2 separate regions of the Zea mays genome follow, and region 1 is linked to region 2. A link is a contact called in public Hi-C data. All regions are on one chromosome and are shown on one strand. Each heading gives the region's core, a stretch centred on a gene start, on an enhancer-like site or on the middle of the called end of the contact. The rest is flanking DNA. Distances are from core to core; before and after follow the strand shown.

The links. Hi-C and Micro-C count contacts between places; a contact is called where the count stands out from the background.
Region 1: a Hi-C map of ear shows a contact between it and region 2, with 3 times the contacts expected there. The contact joins the promoter of LOC100273074 here to the promoter of LOC100303991 in region 2. A contact is called at or near these places in 2 of 25 Hi-C or Micro-C datasets (bundle sheath and ear).

The regions. Positions count from the first base shown.
Region 1 is chr1:146,090,978-146,095,101 of Zm-B73-REFERENCE-NAM-5.0, reverse strand. It overlaps LOC100273074, which reads right to left and starts at 2,105. Exons shown (of 10, transcript NM_001147523.1): 1 at 1,951-2,105; 2 at 1,739-1,861. The coding sequence starts at 1,976.
Region 2 is chr1:145,427,672-145,431,702 of Zm-B73-REFERENCE-NAM-5.0, reverse strand. It overlaps LOC100303991 (wound responsive protein), which reads left to right and starts at 2,227. Exons shown (of 11, transcript NM_001414262.1): 1 at 2,227-2,302; 2 at 3,313-3,608. The coding sequence starts at 3,317. It also overlaps the pseudogene LOC103644943.

The DNA.
Region 1 (4,124 bases), core at 856-3,355, 660 kb before region 2:
AGCGCTCCCTTATCTCCCATTGCCCCCACAACATAACCCCAAATGCCCACACCTTATGTGCCCCCAATGCGCACACGCGCTGACGCAAGAGAAGCCTCATCCCCACTCAACAGCCGCTAGAGACGAGCCTCTACCCCCATGACATGGATCCGACAACCTCCCATGAGTTCATCCCCTTCCCTGTTGTCGATATACTTTGTCGGTTTGTCCCTGCACCTGCAGTTCTTCAATTATTGTTGCTTGATCTCTTTGCTCCCACTTCCTCTTCCCATTCTCGATGTACACTACTTTTGAAGTTCTTGATTTCTTGTTGCTTTATTTTCTTTGTTCCCCACTTCTTCCTGATTAATGTTGTTCATGCTTGATTGCTTTATGCAGTAGGTGGCATCTCCAAATATGTTTTTTATAAATCCAAATATGAGTATTGCTAGTGCCTAGTCCTAGCGTAGGATATGTGGCCAAACCACAACAGACATCAAGGCTCCACTTTGGGATCACGTCACCATTCTGGAGAAGCCTAGAGCTAGTAGAACTTTATTGTGATGCAAGTATTGTCCAATGCAAAAACTGAGTAGATACACTAGAGTTGAACCTCGTTTGCTGCAGAAGGGAGAAAGGGGAATAGGTAAATAGATGTCCTATTGTTCCATTTGAAACGCTTAGTGACATGAGGAAGAAAATTGAGAGCTGGAAGGAACTGGTGGAAAGGTCTAAGGCAACAAGTCATTCTTTGCCTACTGTTCCTCAGGCAATACCACCAATAGAAACAAGAAGAAAAGGGGGCCTACTTCTACATTGGAAAAAGCTTGGCCATTGGAAGACCACAATAGCATCTCCAAGAGTTTCCAAAAACCACTCCCACGTAGATTTTTTGGCAAGATAGAGAAAAAAAACTGCTCCCCAACAACTCCCTATCTCAACTCTGATCTGCCAATCTGGAATCTGGAGGTGGGAGAACATGGGCCAAATAAGTAGGACAGAATTTCAAATGCAAATGTAAAAGAGAGAAAGAAAGTATAAAAGTGGTTGTGGTGCTTTATAAATAGTTCACGATTCCTGATGCAAAATTGACTTCTATATTTTAGAAGAGATATTTTGGAAACTGCTGGAGGAAAACAACAAATATGCTCCAAATATTTGTTTAGCCACTTGAAAAACTCATTGATTTACCAACTATTATTTTGGGAACTAGTGGAGATGCTCTAAGCACTTGGATGCTTTAATTAGTAGAGCAATTTACTAAGGAGGTATGAAGCTGAGAGAAGCACTTTCCCTTGTCTATGTATTCAATTCTTTGTTAAAATGCTAAGTGGTCTAATGTCCTCTTCTATGCTTGCAGGGGTACCTTTCAATTTTCTAAGAAATCCATACTTTTTAGAAGCCTTTGCCTTTCCTTGCAGCCGCAACATGTAGTTAAGTAGGTTGCTGTTTTATATTTTCAGTTTTAATGTGTTATTATCTTTACATTTTAAAATAGTAAAAAGTATGCAGATTTTTTGGGAAACTGCCGCAATCGTGCTGCATAGAAGAAAAGTAAGCAAGCATTCGAAAGATATAACATGAGTGAGGTGTCACTGGACCAGCAGGTGAGGTATGTTGATGGCATATGAAGGCAAGGTGGTCGTGCTAGGCAACCATCCACCACTCCGACCATATTGTAACCGAGCTTCTCATGTACACAACTAATTTTTTTATCGAGAAGACAGACGGTTCAATAGAAATAGTTCGCATCCGGTACCTGGTGAGCGCGTCCAGGACGACGACGGCCATGCCGCGGTTGTCCCCGCGGGAAGTCTTGGGCTGGTTGTCGCCCTTCATGGAGACGTCGTCGTAGAAGGCGCGGGCCGCCAGCCTCACCAGCCTGCCAGAAAGCCAACCCACCCGGTCCCGCGCGGAGGTCAGCAACGGCTGCGGCTAGGGTTTCAAGATTGGAGTAGGGTCGGGGCTCACCGGTTGAAAGGCTCGATGGAGTTCATGGTTGCGAAGACGACACTGGCGTGCCGGCGTGCGGGTGATCGGAGTTCTGATTGCCCGCTTGCATAAGGGGGCGGGAGGAGGGGGTGCCGTATCACGCCGCCCGCAGCCGCCGCCGCCACACCAGTTGCATCGAAGGGGAAAGGGCGAGCGAGAGATATGACCCTGTTTGGAGGGGAAATTTCCTATTTTGTCACTCTTAATTGTGGGTTTCTCTATTTTACCATCAGACATATAAATTATAGACACAAATGGTCATACAAATCATAAACGCAGGGTGACTTAATAGTAAATAGCTCACACTGCGTCGGGGACCATAATTAGGGGTACCCTCAAGACTCCTAATTCTCAGCTGGTTACTCCATCAGCACAAAGCTGCAAATGCCTGATGGGTGCGATTAAGTCAGGGATCGGTCCATTCGAGGGACTCGATCACGCCTCGCCCGAGGCCCCCTCCAGCGACGAACATACTTCCGGCTCGCCCGAGGCCCAATCTTCGCCAAGAAGCAACCCTGGCCAAATCGCCACGCCAACCGACCAAATCGCAGAGGCATTTAATGCAAAGGTGGCCTGACACCTTTATCCTGACGCGCGTCCTCCAGTCGACAGAGCCGAAGTGACCGCAGTCACTTCGCCGCTCCACTGACCGGCCAGACAGAAGGACAGCGCCGCCTGCGCCGCTCCGACTGCTGTGCCGCTCGACAGAGCGAGGCTGACAGGCAGCCAGGCCCGGCCTCAGGCACCATAGGAAACTCCGCTTCGTCCGACCCAGGGCTCGGACTCGGGCTAAGCCCCGGAAGACGGCGAACTCCGCTCCGCCCGACCCAGGGCTCGGACTTGGGCTCGGCCCCGGAAGACGGCGAACTCCGCTCCGTCCGACCTAGGGCTCGGACTCGGGCTCGGCCCCGGAAGACGGCGAACTCCGCTCCGCCCGACCCAGGGCTCGGACTCGGGCTCCGCCCCGAAAGACGGCGAACTCCGCTCCGCCCGACCCAGGGCTCGGACTCGGGCTCAGCCCCGGAAGACGACGAACTCCGCTCCGCACGACCCAGGGCTCGGACTCGGGCTCAGCCCCGGAAGACGACGAACTCCGCTCCGCCCGACCCAGGGCTCAGACTCAGCCCTGGCCTTCGCCGACGGTCTCCGCCTCGCCCGACCCAGGGGCTCGGACTCGACCTCGGCCTCGGAAGACAGACTCGACCTCGACCTCGGAGGAGCCTCCACATCGCCCAACCTAGGGCGCGGGCCGGCCACGTCAACAGGAGGCGCCATCATTACCCTACCCCAAGCCGACTCGGGCTACGGGAAACAAGAATGGCGTCCCATCTGGCTCGCTCCGCCAGACAAGCAATGATGGCGCCCTGCATGCTCTATGACGACGGCGGCTCTCGGCCCCCTTACGAAAGCAAGAGGACGTCAGCAAGGACTCAACAGCTCCGACAGCTGTCCTTCCGCCAGGCTTCAGCGCTCCTCCGACGGCCACGACACCACACGAACCGGGTGCCAAAACCTCTCCGGCTGCCACGATGGCATGTACTTAGGGCGCTAGCTCTCCTCCGCTAGACACGTTAGCACTCTGCTACACCCCCGTTGTACACCTGGATCCTCTCCTTGCGCCTATAAAAGGAAGGACCAAGGCCCTCTTACAGAGGGTTGGCCGCGCGGGGAAGAGGACGGGACAGGCGCTCGCGTGAGGCCGCTCGCCCCCTCTCCCGCGTGGACGCTTGTAACCCCCTACTGCAAGCGCACCCGACCTGGGCGCGGGACAAACACGAAGGCCGCGGGATTTCCACCTCCCTCTCTCGCTCCGGCTGCCCTTTCTTCCCCCCTTTGCGCTCCGTCTCGTGCCGACCTATCTGGGCTGGGGCACGCGGCGACATTTCACTCGTCGGCCCAGGGACCCCCCGGTCTCGAAACGCCGACAGTTGGCGCGCCAGGTAGGGGCCTGCTGCGTGTTGACGAATAGCTTCCCGTCAAGCTCCAGATGGGCAGTCTCCAGCAACCTTTTCAGCCCGGGACGGGCTTCGTTTCAGGAGTCTTGAGTTCATGTCCCTCGATGGCAGCTACGACATGATACTCCTTCCCCCGCCGTGCGACAGCAACAATGGCGCCCAACAGCCCGCCCGTCGGCGGCGGAATCGGCGACGTCT
Region 2 (4,031 bases), core at 978-3,477:
CCGAACCACGGGATAACCACCGTGTCAACTCTGTGATTGCTTTCTTGTGGTTATCGTGTTTTGAATTCTCTCTAGCCACTTGGCATAAACTGTGCTAACACCTAATCAAGTTTTGTGACTATAAGTTTAAGTTTTTACAGGATCACCTATTCACCCCCCCCTCTAGGTGCTCTCACGATCACGCCGTCGGGAATTCCTTCGTTCCCTGAAGACACGTTCCTCCGGAGTTTCTCTTATCTCTAAGACCTCGTCTCGCGATACAGGCTGCTCCGGGTCCCGCTCTCCGGCCTCGTGATGTCGCCAGATATTTCGGCGTCGGTTCCTTCATCGGCGGGATTCTCGCTAAGGAGGTTCCTCTCCGGGTGCAGTCGGCTCGTCGTCGGAGACGGGGGGCGACTCTACTCTCCTGATGAAGAGGACGTCGTGGTAGAATGGTGCAGCTGTCGTGGCGATCTTCTTTCTGTTCTCCTTTGAGGGCAGAGGCACAGAAAGAACAACTTGCTTCCTCCCAGTTTTATTTGTTTCTTTCTTCCTTGCGATTTGTGTCCATTCTTTCGTTGGAGAGGTAGACAGTGGAGTTCTCTGGGCCAGCGGGCCCTCGGCTCCTGGCTTGCTGAAGGCGATCTTTTTTTGGAGCGCTGGAGGTTGCACTTTTCCCTGCTTCACCCCGATATTTTCGAAGGTTGTTGGAGGAGACTTCCTCCTTGGCGGATCTGCGATGAGATGTAGAGTTCCTTCCTCATCCTCTACAGATGAGATAGTTCCGAAGCAGAACACGGATCCGGGGCGGAGGATGATCTTGTGCTGGAAGGTGACGGCCATTAAGCTAGCTTAGATCGGCGACACACCCCCTACCTGGCGCGCCAGCTGTCGGTGTTTTGGGTCCGACCGCACACCCGGGGTTGCCCCTCAAGGTGTTTTTTAGGAGTAGGACGGTGTTACCGACTGTAGCTCGATGGTTCGTGCAGGGCGCACGAGAAACTGTGAACAATGGTGTACAGGTTCGGGCCGCTTAGAGATGCGTAACACCCTACGTCCTGGCGGGAATGTTTTATGTGGCGGATTACAAGGAAACTCTCTAGTGCGAGGAACGTAGAGAGTTGGGGTAGATGGCTGGGTAGTGAGATCGATCGATCTGAAGGGGTGCCCCCTAGGCCTTATATATTCGACCGCGGGGCATTACATGCGGATATGATAACAGCATGCGCCTAAATGATAGTGAACCAATCGAATCTATCTTCCTATAGTTCCGCCGACCCATCCTCGCTTGGTTCCGTTATACGGGGTTCCAGCGCGGGAAGGTCGGGTCACTGTTGTGATTACTTGCTCGAAGTCATCGGGCCGTCTGGGCTCGCACCGATCCGGCCTTGCGTCAACCTGCTTCACTGGTCGTTCCTCCCCAGGTTCACGAAGGGATGACCTTACGATTTATTGGGTCCTTGGGCCTTTCGTGAGGTCTTTTATCCTTTCAGTAGACCCGGAGGATATCTGTCCCCCACACCCGAAGGAACACAGGGCACCAGTCTGGCTTTGCTGCAAACGGCGGAACGTCATCGGGGCCGAGCTCGACACCCAGCAGCCCGCGTGCAAACAGCTCTTTCCCGTCCACCACCGGCAGTGCCAGCCGTCCTGCCCACACCTCCCCGTAGACGACGTCGACGGCGCATGGCTGCGATAGAAACACCGCCGCCGCCAGCCGTTGATGGTGTCGGCAACGTAGAAGAGGCCGAGCTGGTCGACACACGCGCACTTCCGCTCTGAGGAAAGCGCGCAGGGCAGGCGGAACTCGGCGGCGAACAGCAGCGTCTCGCGCACGGTCAGCATCCCGCTCACATACACGGAGATGGCGTGCAGGCGCCGGCCCTGCAGCGACTCCCTGTTCAGCGTGACCCCGCCGCCGTGGAGGCTGTCCCGCCTTGAGCTCGCGGCGGATGCGACGCAGAGGAGGCGGGCGCCTGGTGTGGGGTGGGGAGGGGGCGGGCGCGTTTGGATGTCGCGTGGAGAGGGCGAGCGGTTTCCACGATGGGAATAGACGGGAATGGTAGAAATGGCAGACGACGGCGGGATGGAGAGGCGCTATCGCGACCGAGATTTCTGGAGGCAGAACACCGCGGATGTAGACGCCTACAATGAGTACTTAATTATTTGTAAAGATAAAGATAAAGATACTAAAGTCTGTTTTAAGACGTTCGAGTAGTCAATAAATTAGGAGGACAAAAGTGTAATTTTTACTGGGAGACCGATGCTCGCCGTCGTTCGCCCACCGCTTTGCGATTCTTCTCTCTTCCGGATAAAGCGAAAGGTAAGCAGCCCCACCTCCTTTTCTATTTCTTTCTCCAACAAATCAACAATTAATACTCCACTACGGTCGCTCTTCTCCCCTCCTCTCAATTTGCGCTCGTGCTCTGCTTCTTCGGCTCCAAGGAGCGGCGACCATTGCTCGTAAAGACGACCTCTCCTCGTGCCTTTTCCAAATCAGGCTTGTTCTTGATGCGGTCTGCGATCCGATTCTTGTGGCTTCCATTCACTCTCTTGGGATTCTTTTACCATTTCGTGGACTCTTTTGTTTCTTCTCGTTTTCTCCCCCCGTTAATTGGAGCAGCGACGGCTTGCTCCTCTTCGTGTAACGAGATTTAGTTTCCTTCGGGTGAGTGTTTATTGTTCGATGGGAGCTTCGATTTGGATTCTTGCTTGGTCTCTTGGTTTCTGCTCGTTTTGTTTGGGGACTGTGCGCTGAGGGGGGTATGGGACATGATTCTTGCACCTGCACCTGTCCTTCCGTTGATTCCTTCCTGGATGGCTGGATAACTGTCATCATGAGGATGGTGTGAGGCGATCTTTGGGATGTGTTCTCCTGGGCGTTCAGTGCAATCGAATGCTCAGTTACGTGTGTTCATTTTTATTTACATCGGCGCTGATGAACATGGGAAATAGTCTGCGAATTAAGGGATCATTAGTATATGGGAACAATAAATGATATGTGAAGCTGTCAGGTTTAGGTGCTTGATTCGGCAGTGTTTAGGCATCTGACGCTACGGTTTGGGGCTGAGATATAAAATAAGGTCCAGCACTTGTCGATCAAGACTGCAATCCAGCTTATTTTTGAATCCAAATTGTAGGTTGATACGTCAGTGTCATGAAATTGAAAACTGATAGTTGTTTTTGAAAAAATAAAACTGATAGTTGTAGCATAGGCGCAGGCCAAGAATCATTTTCTGACTTTTCTGCTTCTAGAGGCCACTTGGTTATTCCTGCACAACATTATCTGGACACGGATATTTATTTATTTGTTCCATTTTTTCATGGAGGCAGATTGATGGCGATGGAGGGACCTGTTTTCTGCCGTCCTGCAATGCAAGCGAAACTGCCTGCTGCTGCGCTGATCAACAACTCCCTGACCAAATCCGGGCAGCTTGGGACTGCATTGTTTGGTGCCATTTCAAAATACAGAAACATTTCAAGATTCATTTCTCCCATCTCTCAAACATCTACGAAGAACATAGGTCCATGCTGTAGCTTCAGCTCGTCTTCTGATGGTAATGGATACATGGCTGGAAACTCTAGCGAGAGTGATGAAGACTATGTTAATTCTACTGTGCTAGAAGCAGGTAATTCTTCACACAAGATGGTCTGCTTTTATATGGAGAATGCCACACAACATTCAAGTTTTACTTAGGCTTTATTTATTTGCTACCTTAGACTTAATTTTGCTACGTGATTAGTTGCTTGACATTCCATGTTCCGCTCATTTGTCTCAAGCATCTTACTGTCTGAATGAAAAATCTGAATGCATTCCATTGCAACTTGTAATTTATCTTGTAACTGTACTGATATTGTGCCTATGTTGCAAACTATTGTGCATATTATATCATCATTGGTACCATACATTATTATATGCAAGTTGCAAGTTGACGATTTGAATCGAAATCATGTTTGAACTCAACACAAATTAAATTATGTTGATGGAATGGAAAGCAATTTGAATATTTAATAGTCAATTTACAAATTAGCTACTGGTAGTACTTTGGTGT